3 separate regions of the Mus musculus genome follow, and all the other regions are linked to region 2. A link is a contact called in public HiChIP or PLAC-seq data. All regions are on one chromosome and are shown on one strand. Each heading gives the region's core, a stretch centred on a gene start, on an enhancer-like site or on the middle of the called end of the contact. The rest is flanking DNA. Distances are from core to core; before and after follow the strand shown. Region 1 holds the start of Zyx (zyxin). Region 2 has its middle 14 kb from the start of Tas2r135. Region 3 holds the start of Fam131b (family with sequence similarity 131, member B).

Region 1 (4,124 bases), core at 477-2,976, 70 kb before region 2:
ATGACTCTTGGTCTGAAAAGCCCAAGAAACAATCTCCGACACACAGAGTAAATCCAGTATCAAATTTCTAACAGATCTTCATAGGAACAGGCCTAGGACCAGCTCGTGCATGTTAGGGTGTGTCTACCTGAGCACTTTGTGTCATGTATGGTCACACATGAAACGCAAAACACTGGTGATGGAAACATTAAGATGACAGAGAAAAGAGAGACTAGCGGGGCCTGGAAAGATGATGAATGTATAGTCATAGATATGACTCAAGGCTTAAGGTTGACAGTAGGAGAGGGCTTTGAATCTCCTAAGACACAGTAAACCTGCCTGGCAAGCTAGAAGGGAGCATGTGAGAGAAAGCTGCCTAGGTTAACTGGCTGGAAATTTCCGTTGTTTTCCAGGCTGGAACTTGGAAGTAATACTGAGAACTATATAGAATTTTCAGGCATGGCATGTTATTTATCTCTTCACATAAAGCAGCAGGCAAACGAACTAAATGCCATCCCTTTTACAATGGAGGCAATGAAACCGAATGAATGAAAAATCTTGTCCACTGAGTTGGAAACCAGGCTCCCTGACCTCACGGAGTTTCTCCATCTTTGCCAACAGGGTTAATTAACTCTGACCTGAGTGCAACCCTTGGGGCCGTCTTTTCAGGTAACATCCCCCAGTTTCTTATCCTAGGTTCATGGGGTTAGTTTGCATGCCCCTAAAGCATAGCTCAAGGACATATACTGACCAACCATACTGGACAGTAGGGTGCAGCAGATGGGGAGCGCCAAGGTTTGGAGCCTCAGCCAGGGATGACAGGGCGAAACCAAAGGAAGCACCGAGGGTTGGATATTGGACTAGAGGCTCTAGCTCGTAACTCTATAATTTGGACGAAGTTTCCGTGTGTTGTTTAAAAAAAAAAAAAGAAGAAGAAGAAGAAGATCGGAAGGGAAAGATGCAAGATTAAGAAAGTAAGAAAAGCAGACACCAGCTTAGTCATATCTCTTTCATGTAGCCTGGGGCAGTCTCAGGCTGAGGAATCTGGTAGGACCAGTGGGGGGCTCCACCGAGCTTTGTCCCGGGGCGCGCTGACAACCCAAAGACTCTTGAGGGACTGGGAAAGGCTTGCTGAAGGGATCCTCAAGGACTAGTCCCCGGGGGCTATTTGGGTCTTCCTAGGTTGTCTGACCACTCGCCCTGACTTCGCCCTTGTACCTCCATTCCTGGACTCAAAGCACTGGACTCTTGTCCCCGGGGCAATACTATTGCAGGCGGGTCTAGGGCAAAGCGAATTCCTAGAAGCCTTAAGAGGCTGCCTAGCTCAGGAAGTTAGCATTCCCCCAGCTTAGGCTCCTGCTCACACACTAGTGGGTTACAGAAGGCCGGCCTGGGAGCCAAGTGCCCGCAGGGCCAACGTCCCTTCACCATCCCCCGCCCACCCAGGAGTACAGTTCCATCCCAGTCCTGCGTTCCGGGACTGACCACAGGACACGTGGGACGCGGAGCTGAAGCTGCAGGGAGGGGCGGGGTCGGTCAATGGCAGGCAGGCCCGGGGTGCGCGACTGAGCTGCTTCAGGACCGCTGGGATTACTAGCCAGCCTGCTCAGCCTGGAGTGCGGACAGTGAGTCAGTTCTCCAGCACTCGCGGGTCGGGAGGAGGGAGGTGGGGTAGGTGGCAGGTCAGGAAATGACATCAGAGGCCTGTGCTGGGGAAGGGTGGTCTGTGCCCGGCGGGGGCGGTGGTGAGTAGGGAGGCCGCAGGCGGACCTTTGCAGAGCCTGGAGCCCGGGGCAGGACCTGGGCCCCTTCCTGGGGGAGTTTCCTGTCGGGTCCTCCCTCCCCGGTCTCTCCCCGCCCCCTCTCCGGGCCGCTCCTTGTATGGTCTGGGCGCCGCTCTCTCCCCGCCCCCTCCCTCCCTTCCCGTGCACGACGTCCCTCCCCGCTTGGCTAGAAGCGGCTCCGGACCGGGACGCAGAGTCCGCGGACTCGGCGCCGAGGCGGTCATCCGAGACGCGCCTCTCACGCTCCTGCGCGCGGTGAGGAGCGGGGAGAAGCTCCGCCGCCCCGGGAAGGGGACGCGGGGAGGCGCGGGTGGGGTCACCGAGGGGCGCTTAGACCGAGGAGTGTCAGTCCGACACCGCTCTGCGTAACCTGACGACCCCACCCCCTGCAGCCCGGCCTGGCCATGGCGGCCCCCCGCCCGCCTCCCGCGATCTCCGTCTCCGTCTCGGCCCCCGCGTTTTACGCCCCGCAGAAGAAGTTCGCCCCGGTTGTGGCCCCAAAGCCCAAAGTGAATCCTTTCCGGCCTGGGGACAGCGAGCCTCCTGTAGCAGCCGGGGCCCAAAGAGCGCAGATGGGTCGGGTGGGCGAGATCCCACCACCACCCCCGGAAGGTATGCGGCTGGGATTGGGGGCCCTGATCTTTCTCGGGCGCCAGGGGTGGGGGTCGGTGGTTTGGGGAATTTGGGGTTGTCTGAAAAGGCTGTTGCGGAGGGGGCTGGGCGCTGGGTGGCTACCCTGTCCTGAGCAGATGTTCTTACCTCATCTTGGAGCTCCTGGCTGGGAGCCAGGACCCTTGGGACTGTTCCAAGTCTCCCGCCTGGGGGTAGGAGGCGGGAATGTGGGCCAGGAATCTTCCCCTCTGGATCCGTTCTCTGAAGTGTAACGGGAGCTGCACGGTTCTTCAACCTGGCTCGTTCTCACTCGACCTGCTTCGCCCAGGGCATCCTGAGCCCCTCGTTATGGTCTGCACACACTCTTGGGATGCAGGAAAGAGTTCTTGGATTAGGGGTTAAAGCAGTCGTCTGAGGAGAGGAGGAAAGAGGGTCGGTACTGATAGCCTTTTCTCTCCTTCCTACCCAGACTTTCCTTTGCCCCCTCCTCCCCTTATTGGGGAGGGCGACGACTCAGAGGGTGCCCTGGGAGGTGCCTTCCCACCTCCACCTCCCCCGATGATCGAGGAACCATTCCCCCCTGCTCCTCTGGAGGAGGACATCTTCCCCTCCCCTCCACCTCCACTGGAGGAGGAGGGAGGGCCTGAGGCCCCTACCCAGCTCCCACCGCAGGTAGGGAGGGCTTGGAAGGGCAGCTTTGCTGGAGATGGGGTGGGGGACACCTCCATGGGCTGGAGAGGAGTGGGGTGACAAGGGAAGACTGGGATGGGTGCTCTGACCCTTGACCCTCCAGCCCAGGGAGAAAGTGTGCAGTATTGACCTGGAGATTGACTCTCTGTCCTCACTGCTGGACGACATGACCAAGAACGATCCCTTCAAAGCCCGGGTAAGGGGCAGGACAGTAGGAAAGTCTGGGCCTAGAAGGAGAGGAGGGAATGCAAGGAAGAGATGACAACCTCGTCTAAGTGCATTTCTCTCCCCTCTGCTTCTCCTTGCAGGTATCATCCGGATATGTACCCCCACCAGTTGCCACTCCATTTGTTCCCAAGCCTAGTACCAAACCTGCCCCTGGGGGCACAGCACCCTTGCCTCCTTGGAAGACCCCTTCTAGCTCCCAGCCACCACCTCAGCCGCAGGCCAAGCCTCAGGTCCAGCTCCATGTCCAGCCTCAGGCCAAGCCCCATGTCCAACCCCAGCCTGTGTCTTCTGCTAATACACAGCCCCGGGGTCCCCTTTCTCAGGCACCAACTCCAGCACCTAAGTTTGCTCCAGTGGCTCCTAAATTTACTCCCGTGGTTTCCAAGTTCAGCCCTGGTGCTCCAAGTGGACCTGGGCCACAGCCCAATCAAAAAATGGTGCCTCCGGATGCTCCTTCTTCTGTGAGCACAGGCTCCCCTCAGCCCCCTAGCTTCACCTATGCTCAGCAGAAGGAGAAGCCCCTAGTTCAAGAGAAGCAGCACCCACAGCCTCCACCAGCTCAAAACCAAAACCAGGTGAGGAGGCCACAGGCTGAGGCCAATGGACTGCAGAGTAAAAGGGCAAGAGGGTGGGGTAGAGAACCGGAGGAGCCAGAGTGGGTGTGGCGGTGGGGGAAGTGTAGGGTTATCTGGCAGGCCATAGAGAAAGTTCTGGAGGAAGTCTGGGGCTACCTGGGGCCTGGGTCAATCGGTAGAGCAGCTAGGGCTTAGCAGTAAGAGGATACAACTTTCCCTTCTGCCTCTGCCTTGGAGTGTTGAAGGGGAGAATGAG
Region 2 (4,484 bases), core at 736-3,235:
CTTTATAAAAAATTCCAGTTGAATTAATTAAAAAAGAATTTATCAATCTAGACAATGGTGATCTATATACACGTCTGTCTACTGAGAGCAATGGGTACGTGCAGGCAGGGTGCTAACATTCAAGAAACATTCTATGCTGTTTTTCTTCCTGTATGCATGAACTAGTTAGAAGAATGCAAAACAATGAAGAGCTAAAGAGACTATAAGTCAAGTTCTAATAGTGTTAGATTAGAATTTCCAATTCTAAAATAGAAGTTAGTCTAGTACAGCCATTGCCTAGCATGATCTATTTATAATATGTTGCTGCATATTTTGTTTGTGAATTCTAATATGGTATCTAAGAGAATTTCCATCTATTTCTTGTGATAATTTTTCTGGCTTGACATTTCCTAATGCCATCATGATCTTTTTTGCCTCAATGTTAATGGTTTGCCTCACTGGATCCTCTTGTGTGAATCACTCAGGTGAAAATGGGCAGAAGAAGAAAGCTATGTGAATGGACCCCTAAGTGGGAGAAAAACTGTAAAGCAAGCTGAGTCTTTGAAGTCAGATCAAAATTGTGAGGCAGAGAGTGAACAGGATGTATCTTCTGCTATTTCTCCTGGGGTTGGCTTCTGTTTTAGGCTTGTAATGAAGTAAACTTTTAATGGCCTTGATGACTGGTCTTAGTGACAGATAAAAGACTTGACAGTGTGTTTTAGCAGTGAGTGGCTTAAATGTGGTTTCGAACGTCAGTAAGTTGAGCTGACTGACACAACTTTTACCTGTAAATAAGGTTTATTCAGTTTGATAATGATAGAGTCAAGGCTGATGATGAGGGACTGTAGTGGTGGCCAGTTATTTCTTTAATTTTTGTTTCTTGTCCTATGAATGAAATGGTTTTATAAGTGATTGAATAAACTAGTTAAGATAGAATATTTACATACTATCACTAATCACTCTATTTTGCATATGGTGATGATTTAAAATGCAAAATTATTTTTGTGCCAAAAGATTATTGTACTTTTTGTATCAGAGTTATAATATATTCCCTCTCTGTCTCTCTGTCTCTCTCTGTCTTTCTCTCTCTGTGTACATGTTGTCATGTGTGGCACATGTTTATGTGTGCATGTAGAGGCCAGAGTCTTATGTTTAATGTCTTCCGTTATCACTGTTCTCCTTATATCGAATCAGAGTTTCTTACTTGAACCCAGAGATCACTGATTCACATAGTCTAATTGTCCAACTTAGTTGAGGGGAATCTTCTATCTTTATTTCCCTAATGGTAGGATTGCACGAAGGTCCACACAACTGCATGGCACTTATGCAAGTTTAGGAATTTGGACTTGAATTCTCATACTTGTATGACACAGTACTCTACCTACTGAGGCATCTTGCCAGTTCAAGTGAGAGAGAGATCGCTTTCTGTCTCCAGGGATAAAGGATTTAGAACTAAAATTTGAGGATCGTGGCTCTCTGCTCTGTTGACAAACTCTTTGGATTATTACGACTTGGGTCATCATTAAAAACAGGTCCCAACCAATCCTGATGCAGAAAGACCACATTATATGCTACACCACTGCAGTCTCATCAGCAATGGACTACGATATGATGAAGGTCTCACAATATTAAAAAAAAGTTCATAGAACCATTGTAACACAAAGAACAACTCACATGTTTGTGGGGATGCTGGTATAAACACACCTGGTGTATTGTTAGTCATAGAAGTAATCAGCACAATTATATAAATATGTAATACTTGCTAATGAAAACCAATGACTATGCATTTTTGTCATGCTATATGCTTTGCTGTTACTTTAGAGTGTAGTCCTGTCTATAAATTGAAAACTTACAGTAAGACAGTAAGCACATACCCCTTGCTGCACCCCCAACCAGACTCACACATCTTCATTTGCCACATTTCCTGATTGCATTAAGAGACTATGGGGAGTGATCGCCTGCGCCATGAAGGTTTGGGTGAGTGTACTCTGGGAGGTGAATGGCAGATGAAACTGCCAAGTGACTCACTTCTCAGAAAATCTCCCTGTTGTTAAGCAATGTATGACTGTACTGTCCCTAATGGTGGGAAGTTTCAAAGAGAAAGAAAAATAAGCAGTTTAAAGAATTATAGTTAGAAGAAGTCTGGATTCCTAACACCTCTTTACTATATTTAAGGAATCTTTAAGGAGCTGGGGAAAGAGCTGGCTTTCTCAAGTTTTACCCAGTGCCTTGTGTGGAGGTGAATCAGCAGCATTCCCTATGGTTGCTGAGTTGTTAATCTATTATTGTGATTATTATAATTGCTCTCAAAAAGTTATCCTTAGCCTTCAGAATTGAGATGAGATTTCATGGTCTCAACAGAAAAGACTGTTTTGTATATGCACATGTATATGTACATATGTACAAGTACATACACACATATCTGCACATAGGTATAAATGTGTGTGTGTATATATATATATATATATATATATAAATTTATGTGTCAGAAAGTCCCACAATGCAACCCATGTTGTTCTTAAACTTGGGATCTGCCTGTCTATTTCTTGAGTATTACAGGCAATCATTATGCCATAGTTATTTTCTTATGTTTTGAAAATACTCTTCCACTTTATTTATTTAAATTTTACTACACTTACTTATTTTGTGTTTATGTGGAGGCCACCAAGGTGCATATCAGACAATTTTCGAGAGTCAGTTTTCTTCTCCCACTGTATTGGCCCAGGGGATTAAACTCAGGTCATCAGTCTTGGCAGCAACTGTCATTACCTGCTGAGCCATCTTATTGGCTCCTTATTTTTTCTTTGTGAGACAAGGTCTTGCTATGTAGCCCAGGGTGACCTACAACTCCTAATCCTCCAGTCTTAATCTCCGAATTAAAACATCTTTGCATTGCAGTCACATGCACAGATACCTCAGTAGTGTTTGGAGTACGCTCAGAAGTATATAAAGAAAATCAAGAAGATGAAGATATGAATATTGCCCAGCAAGACAAGGGCTCCTCTGCTTCTGTTTTCATAACTTGATCAGAGGATTTACCAAGCCAGTTTCCTCAGATTACTAGATACTGAAAGCATCTGCTCCAAAAGATGTGGTCACAAACCAAGATTATCTCAAAAAGGAAAAGCAGCCAACCCTCGGCCCCAGGCTAGCTCGTCTTTTGTGTTGCTTTGTGGGAGTAGAAGAAAACCGTACTTGTGCATTTGGAGAATGCTCTTTATTATAGGACCAAAGCCACATCTATATTGCAGCATGTGTTCAAATGAATCAGATTTTACACTATTCAGCAAAAATTTTTTGTGCAAATCCCTTTGAGAATCAGAAGTTGAATGGTGGTGCATACTTTCTAAGGAAGGATCGAGAGTCACAGTAAATAGAATTATTTGTAGGCATTGCTGGCATATATATATATATATATATATATATATATCGTTTTAAAATATAGTATCTAATATGTTCTTAGCAAATCTTTAAACCGTGGCTGTGAAGAGGGTAACATTGCAGAGTACCCAGGATGTAAGGACCACAAAGTCCTTCCGATGTGGGGAGTGTCTTGAACACTGCTTTGCGGAGCACCCCATCAAGATTCTAGAAAGTTCCCAAGGTGGTGTGTGCCTGAACATCCTTCTGTGTCTTGCTTTCCTCTAGAAGGCACTTATAGATAGCTCATATCAAAAGAGTCCCAAAGTCACTGAGTTTGGGGCACATGACCCCTGCCCTGACACTGTTAAAGTTCATTCTTAGGTAAAGCTGATTGAAACCTTGAGATGTTTTCCTTACTTCTCCGTTCACATTTACTTGCTTATTTTAAACATTGGGTGAGAATCTTTAAGTCTACTGTAAAGCACACAATCTGGAAAGTCCACTGGCTTCCCAGTGAAAACTCTTCTCCTGGCATCTTCACTCTAGTCTGGGTCAGCCCTAGGGCAACTGTTTCTGACCCACATTGTTAGTCCCTATTGTGTTTGTCCTTGTTTTTGAAGCAGTCATCCTTCAAGGAGTACCTTATTTCCCCTCTGTTTTCCTGATCACCGTGGTAGCAAAACAACAGGTCATGACGTAACCCTGAGAAGTAAAGTTACCAAACTTCTAAGAGACTTCCTCATTTCAGTCTCAATTTGAAATCTGTAAATGGCATTTATGAACTTAGGGAATCCTGTAGGGCCAGGGCCAGAGAATTCATAATTAGGAGAGTTAGGGTCATTGGTCATGGCCAGATGTCAACCCAGTCTCTCACTTCTAAAACACAGACCGAAGCAGAAAGCATGGAATCTGGAGAAGTCTACACTAGGTCCTCTGTGTATGAATTTTTCTCTTTTCTTTTCTTTTCTTTTCTTTTCTTTTCTTTTCTTTTCTTTTCTTTTCTTTTCTTTTCTTTTCTTTTCTTTTCTTTCCTTTCCTTTCCTTTCCTTTCCTTTCCTTTCCTTTCCTTTCTTTCCTTTTCCTTCCTTCCTTCCTTCCTTTCTTCCTTCCTTCCTTCCTTCCTTCCTTCCTTCCTTCCTTCC
Region 3 (4,421 bases), core at 810-3,309, 95 kb before region 2:
GACTGTTTCCCAGAGAGCCAGAGGGCTCCAAGATGAGATGGATGCTTTGAGCCCAATTCTCTTGGGGGACAGGGAATAGATTCAGGAAATAGAGATAGTAACAAGAAACAAGAGGACTTCATAATTTCAGAGCTAAAAGAACAGAAATTTAAGGTGAGAAGACAGAAAACAATGGCAGAGGTGGACAGGACACTTTGAGAACTGGTGAAAAAGTCGGGAACCAGGAGGGAGATTCCTGACCTAAGTGCAAGGTTTCCTCTGTAACTCTTGGGGAAGAATTCCTTGAGTATTTACAGAGAGATTCAAGAATAATCGGGTGGCAGCCATCCGCCCTTGCTTACATGAACTTTTGCTTTTTGGGTTTAGGATCATAGGTCCCCCCCCCCCCCCTTTTTTTAAAGAAGTGCACTGACTAGGTCTTGGGCAGGAAGAAGCATCCAGCATGCAGCAATAGAACTGGCGACAAACAAAGGGGATGGCGGTCCCAGGGACTGACAGGTAGGGCTGGGCTGCCACACATCCAAAGTTGTTATGCCTTCTCTTGGGATCTTGTGAAACGATGAGAGACAGGACTAGGACCTGTGGCTAGGTCAGAAAGACATCTGGACCTATCAGTAATGGGGCAGGCAGAGCAAGCTCTCTCGGAGAAGAGTGGGAGCGAGGGGAGGGAGGGGGTGGCCTTTGAGGAAGAGGGGGAGCTGAGTCAGAGCCTTAGGGGGCAGGGAGATGGAGGGGAGGAGAACAGGGAAAGAGGTAAAAGCAGAGGAGGGTCTCCATGGAAATAAACCGGGTCTCAGAAATCAGGCTTCCGGAGAGTGTAGTTTGTTTGTAATAATAATACGAATTATTCTCTCAGCCTGAGGTCACTAGGGCGTGTAGGCGGGAGAAATTGGGAGTTAGGAAGGGGAAAATTGGGGGGTTTGGGAGAGGACTGTACTAATGTGTTCAGCCCTAAAGTGGAATGGATGCGTAGGGTGGGGGTAGGGGGCGGTAGTAAGGCAGGGGCTGGAAGGAGAGGACCATTAAGGAAGCGCCTTTCTTCCCTCCCCCTGCCAAAGGTAAATAAAAAGCCGGCCCTGCTCCGCCTGCCCCCGCTGACAGGTGCAGGCGGGTCCCAGGGTTCCTAGGCGGACCCCACCCTCTGGGAAGCGGACTCCCGACCTCTCTCGGGGAGGTAAACCTCCACCTCCTCCCTGAGTCCACGGCTCTTCCAGAGCACCCCGGCCCAAGACCATTCCCTCCAAGCGTGGAACCCATTCCCTCCCGGTGGCACACGCTCTTCCCGCCCCCGCCCCAGAGGGAAAATGCACGTGAACAAAGCAAATCGGGGGGAGGCAGGAGCGACGGGAAAAGGCTACCAAGAGGGAAATGGTTGGGGGCAAAACACACATGCCATATGGAGAAGAGGGTGAAGATGGGAGGGGGCGTGCGGAAGAAAGTCAGGGATGAGGCTGGAGAGGAGGTTCTGAGAAGAGGGGCTGCTCCCGAAAGAAGGGCTCGGGGAGGCTCTGGCTACAGCAGAGTAGACGCGAATGGCCTGAAGGTGGAGGGATGGGGCCATCGGGAGTAGGGAACAGCGACTGAGCCGCGAAGGATGCTGTGGAGAGGCTACCAGGGAAGGACCGCGCCTGCGGGAGGGCGATGGAGAGAAGGCTATGAGCTGAGAGGGATGGAAGCCCTGGAGGCGCGAGGGCACAAGGATAGAGGGACCTTAGCGGATGGAGGGAAAGTAAAGGCGCGAGGCAGGGCCGGGCGGGCGCGGAGGGAGGTCCCCAGGGGCAAGGATGGGGATGGGGGAGGGGGCCGGAGGAGCGCCCCGGGGCGAGCTTGCCCCTGACCCGCGCCGGGCTGCGGTACCCACCCACAGTCCGCGAGCCGATGCAGCCCATGGCTCCGGGGGCCGCCGGGTCCCGGCCCTCACCGACTCGGGGCCCTCGCCGGGGGGAGCACCGGGAACCGCGCCGCCGCCCCAGCCGCTCTGCAGCGCCGCGGCTGTCTCCGCTCGGCTCCGCTCCCCCCTCCCCTCTCCATCCCTCCCCACGGCAGCCTCCGTCGCCGCCGCTGCCGCCGCCGCCACCGCCTGGCTCCCCCGCCCCGCTCAGCTCTCCGCGGCCGGGGAGGGGGCTGCTCGGGGATTGGCTGCGCGCAGAGCCTCCCCGCCCTGCCCCCGACCGGGCACCGCGCTCCCCGCGCCCCTCGCCGCGCTGCAACCACGTCCCTCCGCCTGTCCTTCGCAACCCCCGCCCCTGAGCTCCTCGCCATCCCCGCTGAGTTCTCCCGGGAGATGCTGATGGAGAATGTGGATAATAACCCGCTTGTCTCAGGAGCCCGGTCAGGAAGCCAGGGCCCACCCTTAGGATATGCTTGATGGACTTTGAGGGCTGCGGGGTGAGAAGGCCGAGAGAGAAAGTGGGGCGGAGATGAGAGAACACCCTGCTTGGCCTTGGGTACCAAATTCCGCAAACATTTGTTTTCTTCCTGATGCTGCATCTGGGACGCACGAATCGGGATTGGATGCTGTTCTGGTTGCCCGGCGTTTCACGTGCGTTGCTTTGCCCACCCAAACATATTGTGAAGTCTTTGCCAGTGGATGCTGCGAGATGCTTCCCTGTCCTCTAGCTGTTTTGGGATGGGTGTGGGGATGGTGCAAGTATTCTAGCTCTAGGCTTGGGTCCGGATGGGAGGAGAATGGGAATAATTCTATTGCAGCTGTAGGGAAATGAAAATATCAGGATCGGAAACCGGCCGCAAGACATGGCTTTAAATCAGAATTTAACTTTTCTGAGCTTTATGTGGATGTCCGGAAGCAGCAAAAGGGAGAATACTGCCCCCTGCCGAGAAGGGTCAGCACTACACCAAGGGCCCCATGGGAAAGGAAAGGGAGATCTGAGTTGGGAGAGTCAGCAGGCACTATTTCAACTGGCAAGAAGAGTCTAGAAGACACACTAGGAAGGACAAGGAGACCATTTCCTCTTAGTCGAACCAGTAACTGCAAACCTTGGGCAAGCGGGTCTGGGTGGTACCATTGACAACAATGGTAACAACAAAAAGCAAACACTAATTCTGGGCCAGCTTGTTTTCCATAGGTTTTTGTCTCTTTCCTGGGATTAGAGAGGAAGAGGGGCAGGAGGCCTTGTGGGTTTGAGGCAGAGAAAAAGGGCATGCCTTACACGTGTAAGTTTGTGACATTTAGATTATGATTGAGGAATTACGTCTGATGACATCCCAGATGAAGATATGGGAGAGGATAGATATTTTTGCTCATTTTGGTACTATAACAAAATTCCTGAGACCAGGAAGTTTATAAAGATTGGAAGTTTGGAGGCTGGAAAGGCCAAGAACTTAGTGTTTGCAACTGCTGCAAGTGTCCTAAGGGCTTTGATGCATTGTAACACTTCGAGGAGATGATATGATGAGACAGGATGAATATGTTAGCTTCAGCCTCTTTCATAAAGCCTCTAGTGCCAACCTCTGTGACCTTCACTAATCCTTACTATTGCTCTAAGACCTTGTATCCAAATAGCATTACCATATGAATTCAAGGATTAAATCCAAGTCGCAGATTTGAAGGGCCACTTGCAAACTCTATCAGAAACTGGCACTAACTGCAGATCTGGGAGGTGAATTTAGAAGGTCTGGGAATTTGATCTGCCCAGCTGCCTTCTGGTCCCTGCAATGACAGTTACTTCTCAGCACATGGGGCATTCTGTCCCATTCTCTGGATCTTTTGAGGCAAGGCTAATGAGTTCCAGTTTTCATAACCAAAGCAAACTTCCTGGAAGACAATTTGACAGTATAGATCATATATATATATATATATATATATATATATATATATATATATATATGTAAAATATTTAAAATTTCATCTGCTTTTACACTTGTTATCTGCTTAACATAAATTGTTCGGGAGGCAGAGCAGAAAGATTGAGTTCAGTCATGGCTGGGTTACGTAGAGAGTTCAAGAACAACACTGCTAACTTTGTGAGACTCTTAATCGCAAAAGGAAATTTTACAAAAGGCCTGGGTGAGCACTTGCCTAGAATATCCAAGGCCCTAGGTTCAGTTCCCAGCAACAACCGCAGTTCTAGTTTGCTATCTACTGCTATGATAAACACCATGACTGAAAGCAACTTGGGCAGGAAAGAGCTTATCTTACAGCCTGCAGTCCATGGGAAGTCAGAGCAGGGCTATAAAGTAAAATGATTAGTTTTTAGTTTGTGCTTAAAACAATACATATCCTTCCTGCCTTCCATCAGTTGTTTTTTTTTCTATCCAAGTAACTGATGGAATTTCTTGAGAAATACTTATGTTTTACACAACTCTACCTCAAACAGACTTACAGTTTGACCCTCAGCAAAATCCTAATATTGATTGGCTCATATTTGAAGTTTTAGAATACAAGGCTCTGGCAGAGTGCC

What was found. HiChIP or PLAC-seq counts read pairs in DNA pulled down with a chosen protein or histone mark.
Region 1: a contact with region 2 is called in a CTCF HiChIP or PLAC-seq map of the NIH/3T3 cell line, with 23 read pairs. The contact joins the promoter of Zyx here to the enhancer-like site in region 2. A contact is called at or near these places in 1 of 39 promoter capture datasets (macrophages), 1 of 15 datasets of contacts at CTCF or cohesin (the NIH/3T3 cell line), 7 of 484 Hi-C or Micro-C datasets (the C2C12 cell line, bone marrow-derived macrophages, hematopoietic stem and progenitor cells and 3 more), 3 of 115 datasets of contacts at active chromatin or transcription factors (bone marrow-derived dendritic cells, bone marrow-derived macrophages and embryonic stem cells) and 3 of 9 other capture datasets (adipose tissue, liver and pancreatic islet).
Region 3: a CTCF HiChIP or PLAC-seq map of the NIH/3T3 cell line shows a contact between it and region 2, with 9 read pairs. The contact joins the promoter of Fam131b here to the enhancer-like site in region 2. A contact is called at or near these places in 12 of 39 promoter capture datasets (the 3T3-L1 cell line, 3T3-L1-derived adipocytes, the HPC-7 cell line and 7 more), 1 of 15 datasets of contacts at CTCF or cohesin (the NIH/3T3 cell line), 1 of 484 Hi-C or Micro-C datasets (muscle stem cells) and 3 of 9 other capture datasets (adipose tissue, liver and pancreatic islet).

Annotation. Positions count from the first base shown.
Region 1 is chr6:42,348,102-42,352,225 of GRCm38.p6, forward strand. Zyx (zyxin) reads left to right here and starts at 1,727. Exons shown (of 10, transcript NM_011777.3): 1 at 1,727-2,018; 2 at 2,156-2,375; 3 at 2,845-3,047; 4 at 3,169-3,261; 5 at 3,374-3,868. The coding sequence starts at 2,168.
Region 2 is chr6:42,417,651-42,422,134 of GRCm38.p6, forward strand. No RefSeq gene overlaps it. Among named protein-coding and RNA genes, the nearest start is that of Tas2r135, 14 kb to the left of the region's middle. Within about 2 kb of position 1,986, at least 54 of the 459 cell types and tissues checked have an H3K27ac peak or open chromatin away from gene starts, as enhancers often do. A contact at or near this core is called in the C2C12 cell line, the NIH/3T3 cell line, bone marrow-derived dendritic cells and 1 more, where this site is marked.
Region 3 is chr6:42,322,581-42,327,001 of GRCm38.p6, forward strand. Fam131b (family with sequence similarity 131, member B) reads right to left here and starts at 2,060. Exons shown (of 7, transcript NM_029528.5): 1 at 1,862-2,060. The coding sequence starts at 1,889.